2 separate regions of the Zea mays genome follow, and region 1 is linked to region 2. A link is a contact called in public Hi-C data. All regions are on one chromosome and are shown on one strand. The core of a region is the stretch at or near the end of the contact, and the rest is flanking DNA. Distances in the headings are between cores, read along the strand shown.

Region 1 (4,031 bases), core at 1,207-3,706, 280 kb after region 2:
GTCCAATTGTGCTCAAAATTTACAATTACCCCCTTAGGGTTTCTAGGGTTTGTTTTTAGGGTTTTGGGCACATTAGGGTTTTGGTGCCACCAAAGTCCATCAAATGTGATACCTTAGAAATATTTCTCATGACTTTTGAGGTTTTAACTTATTTGGGCTTCACTTACATCCATAAGCCCTAATTCAGGGTTAAGTACTCTACCCTAGTGAATGCACTCTAGGTGTATCAAACACATGATATGCCCATGCACATGATGTTATGCTCAAGTTTTAATGACTGTAACACCAGAGGTGTTACATCCCCCCATAAAAGAATCTTGTCCCGAGATTTGAGGTCCTAGGGTGAGTAGTGGAAAAGGAAACGCGTCATATCTTTATTTCCTTATTTTCGTACAGAGCAGGGGGTGGTATGGGGTCTATTCTGTCTTTACAAACAAATGTACATATCTCACAAGTTACATGAAGCTAAAAACCCAGGAAAATTCTTTTCCAAGAAGTCTTGAGTCTCCCAAGTAGCTTCATCTTTAGTATGTTGGTTCCATTGTACCTTATAGAATTTAAGAGTTCTTTTTCAGGTGATCCTATCCTTCTGATCCAAGACTCGAATAGGATGTTCTGCATAGGTCAAGTCTGGTTCTAAGACAACATCCCCCACATCAATGGTTCGATCTGGAACCTAAAGACACTTCTTCAATTGGGACACATGAAACACATTGTGCACTGCAGACAATGTTTCAGGTAGTTGGAGTCGGTATGCCACTGGTCCACATTGCTCAAGAATAGGAAACAGACCAATGTATCGGGGTGCAAGCTTTCCTTTTACCCCGAAACGGGTCACACCCTTCATTGGCAATACTTTCAGGTACACAAAATCTTTGACTTGAAAGTACAAGGGTTGGCATCGTTTGTCTATGCAACTTTTTTGTCGAGCTTGTGCCTCTTTCAAGTTATGTATGATTCGTCGAACCTTTTCCTCCATCTCTTTAACCATGCCAGGCCTGAAAAACCACATTTCTCCTGGTTCAGACCAATTCAAGGGTGTCCGACACCGTCGTCCGTACAGTGCTTCAAATGGTGCCATCTTAATACTTGCTTGATAACTATTATTATACAAAAATTCTGCTAAGGGCAGATAGTCATCCCATTTCTGCGGAAACTCTAGAACACATGCTCGCAACATGTCTTCAAGTATTTGATTTACTCTCTCAGTCTGTCCACTTGTTTGGGGATGATACGCCGAACTGTGGAGCAACTTAGTACCCAGAGATTTGTGGAGTTCTTCCCAAAATTTGGATACAAATTGTGGTCCTCGATCCGACACAATTGTTTTTGGAACCCCGTGCAAACTGAGAATGCGAGCAGTATAAAGTTTCGCATATGTGGCCACTGTATACTTTACTTTGACGGGAAGAAAGTGGGCGATCTTCGTAAGTCGATCAATGATAACCCAGATAGAATCAAAACCTTTAGCTGTTTTGGGCAATCCCACAATAAAATCCATGCTAATATCTTCCCATTTCCAGGCTGGGATAGGTAAAGATTGCAGTGGTCCTGCTGCCTTCATATGTATTGCCTTGACACGCCTACATGTGTCACATCTTGCCACATAGTGTGCAATCTCAATTTTCATTTTTGTCCACCAATAGTGCTGCTTTAAATCTTGATACATCTTAGTACTTCCGGGATGAATGGAATATCGACTAAGATGAGCTTCATCCAAAATTTGTTGGCGGACATCAGTATCTTTAGGCACAACTATGCGATTATTAAACCATACTATGCCTTGATCATCCTTTATAAAGCAATTAGCTTTGTCAGCTTCTATTTTCTCATGAATATGTTTCATACCCTTGTCATTTCTTTAGGCATTAATAATCTTTTACAGAAGAACTGACTCAAGCTTCAATTGAGTCAAAGTTCCATGTTGTATCATTTCCAGGTTTAACTTTTCCATTTCTTGACATAATGTGATGTCAGGGGTCCTCACTGTAAGACAATGGCAGGACGCCTTGCGACTTAGTGCATCTGCCACCACATTGGCCTTTCCTGGGTGATAGTGGATTTCTAATTTATAATCCTTAATCAGCTCAAGCCATCTTCTTTGCCTCATGTTTAGTTCTGACTAGGAAAAAATATACTTCAGACTTTTATGATCTGTATATATATGGTAGATATTTCCCAGCAGATAATGACGTCATATTTTAAGGGCATGAACCACAACAGCTAATCGCCTGGCCATTTCTACTGAACATTTTAAATCTGAAGTCAAAACCAAAATTTAAAGTTAGTTTGAATTCTGAAAAATGAAATTAGAAAAGAAATACAAAACAAAAAATAGAAAAGAAAAAGGAAAGAAGAGGATCGGACCTGGGCCGACCCCCCCCCCCCCAGGCCCATACCTAACCTAGCTCACGGTCCACCGTCACACGCGCACTGATGGATAGGGCCCGCTGACAGTGATCGCGCGCGCCCATGGTGATCATGAAGTGCTAACATATGGGCCCCCTTGTCAGTGTCCATCAGCCATGGCTGCTGTAGATCTTCCTTGCCACGGTGAGTGCGCCTGTAACAAACTCTTCGAGAACCAGGCGGACTCCAGCTGGCTGTTTCAATCGCCTTGCCATGGCCATATATGTGGGAGGGTGCCGCATAATCAGCTTCTCACCCATAGCCACCAAAGACAGGGAGAGGAGTGACCGCCGTCGTGTGAGTTGAAGACACGCGCTGCCATAGAACCTCGATCACGATGCCTTTTGAGGACTGAGTTCGGGTCAGGGTGGTGCACCTTGCCTCGGGGAACGCTTTTCGATCAGCAATCGGGTGCGGGAGGCAACGGATTGCGGACAATTCCTCGTCGGAGGCTGGGCGCCACCACGAATCCACCCCCCTTCGCGGACCAGGCACTGTGTGGCTCGAATTCCAGTAACGATTCCTCCCCGTTGTTCACGTTGCCCAGTAATTTACGAATAGTTACGGGATTAGCAGTTGGGAGTCCTTGGGTGGTGCATTGGCAATGCCAGCGGGTTGCGCCGCCAGGGGTGTGGCTTCCACGCTGTTGTGTTGACAACCAGGTTGGGGGAAGGGTACAATAGCCGTTGATCGAGGGATGGGCGGTGGAGACCAGATCCGGTGTATCCCTTTCACTTCATAGAATATAGGCGGTCGGATTGGGATCGTGCGGTTTGGGGGTTGGGGCAAGCGAGTGCGCCCCGTGGGCCATAGATTTGTGATCCGATGGCTAGAGTGAGTTCTAGGTGGGGTTTTAACCTGGGCGTAGCGCTTCGATCGGATGGCTGTGATCGGCTGATACCCCTTCGTTGTGTTTAGTTTGCATAAGAGCCCCATATGAGTTAGCAAATAAACCCGTCGTCCAGGGGAGTTTTAGAAGCATTACAACTAAGTCCTTTTTCATGCGATTTAGCCCCTGAACCTTCCTGTAATCATGGCCAAAGTCCAGTCAACCGAGAATTCAATGAAATTAAATGCAGAAATCATTTTTAGTGCAAAAATAATGTCCCAATCTTAGGAAATTCATAACTTCATGATTTTAGCTCTGATTTAACCCGTTCCAGTTGCATTAGGTTCGTACAAATATTAACTGCAATCTAGTAACCTTATTTTGTTATGTAACATGTTGTCAAAATCAAACACTTAATTGGTTTAGCCTATGTTTAACTTATCCAAGCACACAAAACTTCGGAAACTCATATATCATTCATTATAACTCTGATTTTAGCCGTTCTCGAACCTACGATCTTGTAGCAACGCATAGATCATTATTATGTATTTTGTGCTCATGTTTGTTGTGATGCTAGTTTCTCCTATACCATGTCTGTTTGTATTGTTGCGAGTAGACGAGCAAGTGGCTGTGGAACCCGGTACTCAGCAGGTGGAAAATACTCTCGTTGAAGGCAAGTTGTGCGCTTGATCACTCTTCTTTACCCAATAATGTTCCAATTTATTACTATGACATGCTCAGGTTAATTTTGATGGGACCTAATAGGTTACCCTAGTTTGGTCTACTTTATACC
Region 2 (4,197 bases), core at 1,621-4,120:
TAAATTATCTACTTTCCCCTAAATATCATTCAGTTAAATCCCTATAACTTCAACCTGCAAACGAGTTCCCCATACAATTCAAGTTCTGAAGTGGCACTCCATACACATCTTAACTTTATAAATCAAGCCATCCGCACCATTTAATTTCCTCCAACTGTATTTGAAACAATTATTTTCCTTATGATTTTATCTATCAAACAGTTCCGTGATAGTGTTTCACACCATAAAATGATAGTAATGGTTTAATACATATGTTCCTAAGCAGTATATGTTTTGGGCAGATCTTGAGATCTTCAAATTCAGGCCTCAACACACATTTATAAGTTTAGAAATAAATATGACAAAAATATCAAAAGGAAATTATATGCATAGTGAAGTAGAAAAAACCATGTTCAAAGGACAAGTAAATTCTATTGAACTATCTTTCTTGTAGGATTTCTTTACAAAACAACAAATAGTGAGAAAATAAACAAAAGTAATATTTGAGCATTCATGCTCTGCCATAATAGGCACTGACATAGCTGACATGGTATGATGGTAGTGCTGTTAAATTACCTGACAACTCCTAAAAATGTTTGAAACATGTTTGTAATAAGATCATCACATTCAAGATCTAACATCACAACACATGCTCGGTATCTAGCAACTGTTTCAAGAATAGCAACTCTCCTGCCAAAGGATTGACTATTAACATCACTGAGTCCGCCAAATGTACCCACAATCAGATAGAATATATCCTGCACATGGAAAACAATCTCAAATCACAAATAAACATGGTAAAACTCAATAAAGTTATATAAAACAGTCACCAGGTGATTTGAAGGGTATGATAGTTACCCTTAAAATGTCATCGTTGTAGGGAGCATCAGGTGCAGTTATTCTTGTAATTTCACAGAAACATGTTGCCAAGAGAACTTTGACATTGTCATCCTCATGCTTCAGCAATTCTTCTCTGGTAACAGCCTTAAGACTTGGTTGAATAGCTTCCATCACTGAGGACCCCGGTGATTGCTCTATTCCACGTAAGCATTCCACAGCTTTCTGCAGCACTGTTAGCATCAATAAAGCATCTAGGGCATACTTACCAAGAAGGAAAAGAATTTCAATCAAACAGGTATGTATGACCAACCTATTTAATAGTAAAATAAGACATGACAGTGCCTGTGTTGAGAGATCATGTCAATGGTAAGCAGTTAATTCCTGGTGGCATAGTGCTACACTAACATTGGTGACTGCTCTATTAGAAGTGAGCATTCCACAGTTAAATCCTGGTTCCATAGTGCTATCGGTCAGGATAGCTATTATGTATGTTTGCAATTGCAACTACAAACTCCTCTTAATAGAGATCGATACAACAAGTAGCTATAAATTATGCTATTTAACACACGAAGGTTGAACCCATGGAGCTGTCCACATCCTAAATTCTAACATAGAACAGTCCACGCCAGAACATATAAGGGTCCAATACCAATAATGTGGCCAAATGGCACAAGATTCACTGGACAGTTTCCTTCCCTGACACATATGGATGGGCATTTGGTCTTTCAACACATGCACAGATGTCAAACATAATAGAACTGTCTCCTGTGATAAATAGCATCGATATTACCAAAATTAAACCGCCGTATAAACACAGCATTCAAGGTACTGCTAGAGCTAGACACTTATTGCAATGGCATGCAGCTCTCCTGTGTATTCGAGGAGGTACTGTTAGACAATAACACATGTAAATGGTATTCTTATAAGAGCATTTCCATGCAACATGCACTGGTTTTTTAGAGAGAAAAAAAGATATTCACATGAACCCACCAAAACAATTCAAAGATTAAATCTCCAGCTTCCATTGGCTACTGTAAATCCTGTAGTGTAACTGATACAACAACCTAACACTCGAAAGGTAAGGCCTCTTTAGTGCTAAAACCCCATAAACCCGAACCAACAGGAATCCCTTCTAACACTGGAGAAACTAACAAGCCTACGGGTGCCAAATTGCAACCACAATTTCAGCAAATAAAACTTAAGAGAAGCACATGAGTTGGACCTCAGCACTTCCTCTGACCCAAGCCAAAGGATTCCAGCCAGAATAAGCAAAATCCACCAGGAATCTAACTATTCAAGAGCTACAACACCATGTACAGCACAATCTTGCCACAACAAACTTCTTGCTTCCTAATTACCCAACCCACCGCAAAAAGCTCACTCCTTCAGAACCCTCTCCGCCGCTCAATTGAAGCCTAACCGTCCAAACCTAGCACCCCGAGCACCCAATTCGCACCAGAAACCCTATCACTAGCGCCTTACCTCCAGCAACCTAAACCCTAAACCTGCCGAATTGTACCGCATGAGCCACGGATCCACGCAAAGCCCGCCCCTACGCCGCGGAGTCCATGACTAAGGTTCGCAGCCAACCAAAACGGAGAAGCTAGGGGCTCACCTCGAGGAGCTTGGCGAGTTCGTCCGCAGGAGCCGGCGCCACCGCCTGCAGCTTCTCCCCCAGCTCCTTCAGCTGCTCCGCGGCCGCCATACCCGGCCGCCGCGCCGGATCGACCGCCCAAATTCGCGCAGCAAGCTCGCAGCCTCCGCCTCCAAGCGCACTCGTTAGGTTCTAATCTGAGAAAGAAGGGCTCCCTCGGCTTTTGCTGCTCTCGCGCTGTTTCGAAATTTGGCGTGACGGGGTGGCGGAAAAGAGCGAGAGAGAGAGAGAGAGAGAGGCGGAGAGCTCGTGAGCGGAATGGCAAAGCAGAGTGGGTTGAGATCGGGTTGTTCTGGTTTCGGTGTCTCGGAGTCCAGCCCAGCCAGTGTGCCGTCCGGGTACGCTGCCCCACTGGTGCGGTAAATCACGGAGCCCGTCTGTCGCGCGGGTACTGCGCCGCGGATGGTCATGCACTCATGCGGCTGATATGTGACGCAGTCTCCTTATACGTCAGCACTGGTGGAGCAGGACCTAAAAATAGTGTATGGCAATGGCAAAGACATATCTTGGGTAAAACAAAAGTTTAATAGAAAATCATTATTAAGAAATACCTTAGATGAAAAATCATTTGTAGATTATATGCCAAATCAGCAATTTAACCAAATATAAGCTGTCAAACAAAAGGAACATAAATTAGCACTGAAATAAAAAGCTAAATTTAATACAAGATATTTAAGTAGACTCTAGTGACACGTATGATTATTTTAGTTACGTCTAGGAGACTTTGATAGTTGCATATTCCTATTCTACTCTTTTGAAATGTCTTTTTAATAGATTATATAGATCAATTCCTTTAAATATATCCCTCTCAATATACACCACTTCCACGAGTACTAGGATGTGTGCTGCTAGCACGGCTAAAATAGCTCTTCAAATCTGCACAATAAACTTAATTAGTCCTACTCCCACTACGAAATACGAATAACTAAAATATATAGACAATATTATTACACATAACATAACTACAGAGCCTTTCTTTTTGTCGACCGAGCTTCAATCCATTGCAAGCAGCCAAGCAAACATGCTAGCAGGGAGTTCAGCTAGCAGTAAAGCAAGCAGACAAGCCAAACAAACAGGCTAGCGGAGAGCAAGAAGCCAAGCAAGCAGGCTACTGAAGAGCAAGCAACCAAACCAAGCAAGCTAGCGCGGTCGTGATCAAGCATGCAGCAAGCTAGCAGCGAGGCTGCGAGACGGCGACTCGGTAAGGCTCGGGCGCGCTGCTGTGCTCGGGTGGGCGGCCAGGCGGAGGCGGCCGCGGCCGCATACGGAGCGAGCAGGCGGCCGTCTTGTGCGCCTGCGGCTGTGCCTGTTGCGCGGCCATAGAGGGGAAGCACTAGCAGGGAGGCTGCGGCTACCGGGCCTAGATGCCTGCTGAATACCTAGGTTTTGCTCTTTTACTTGGCCGAGTTGAGGTATGGCGTGGGCCATACTTGGCCATAACGGGCCCTTCACCCCTGTACGTCAGTGAAGTTTGGAACAAAGACGGTAACAATGGTTTGCGGGGCCGGTCTAGGACTAGGATACTCTTCGAGCATCTCTAACAGTGCTTTCAATGTGCATACCTACCACACACAGGGTTGCAGGTGAACAAGATCAACAAGATTGTGGTCCTGTCAAGCTTCACCAACTATGGTGACGCGTGCGGCCATTGTTCTTACACGTTGTCTGCCAACCCCCGATAGAACATACGATACGACAAAGAGTATAGGTCGGCCCTCGGACGC

What was found. A called contact is a pair of places that touch in the nucleus more often than the background predicts.
Region 1: a Hi-C map of tassel shows a contact between it and region 2, with 1.8 times the contacts expected there. The contact joins the enhancer-like site here to the promoter of LOC103638287 in region 2. A contact is called at or near these places in 2 of 25 Hi-C or Micro-C datasets (bundle sheath and tassel).

What each region holds. Positions count from the first base shown.
Region 1 is chr9:41,001,930-41,005,960 of Zm-B73-REFERENCE-NAM-5.0, forward strand. No RefSeq gene overlaps it. Among protein-coding and RNA genes, the nearest start is that of LOC100274364, 37 kb to the left of the region's middle. Within about 2 kb of position 2,457, at least 19 of the 20 cell types and tissues checked have an H3K27ac peak or open chromatin away from gene starts, as enhancers often do. A contact at or near this core is called in bundle sheath and tassel, where this site is marked.
Region 2 is chr9:40,726,496-40,730,692 of Zm-B73-REFERENCE-NAM-5.0, forward strand. It overlaps LOC103638287 (sister chromatid cohesion protein PDS5 homolog B), which reads right to left and starts at 2,871. Exons shown (of 33, transcript XM_008661242.3): 1 at 2,435-2,871; 2 at 838-1,041; 3 at 556-737. The coding sequence starts at 2,524.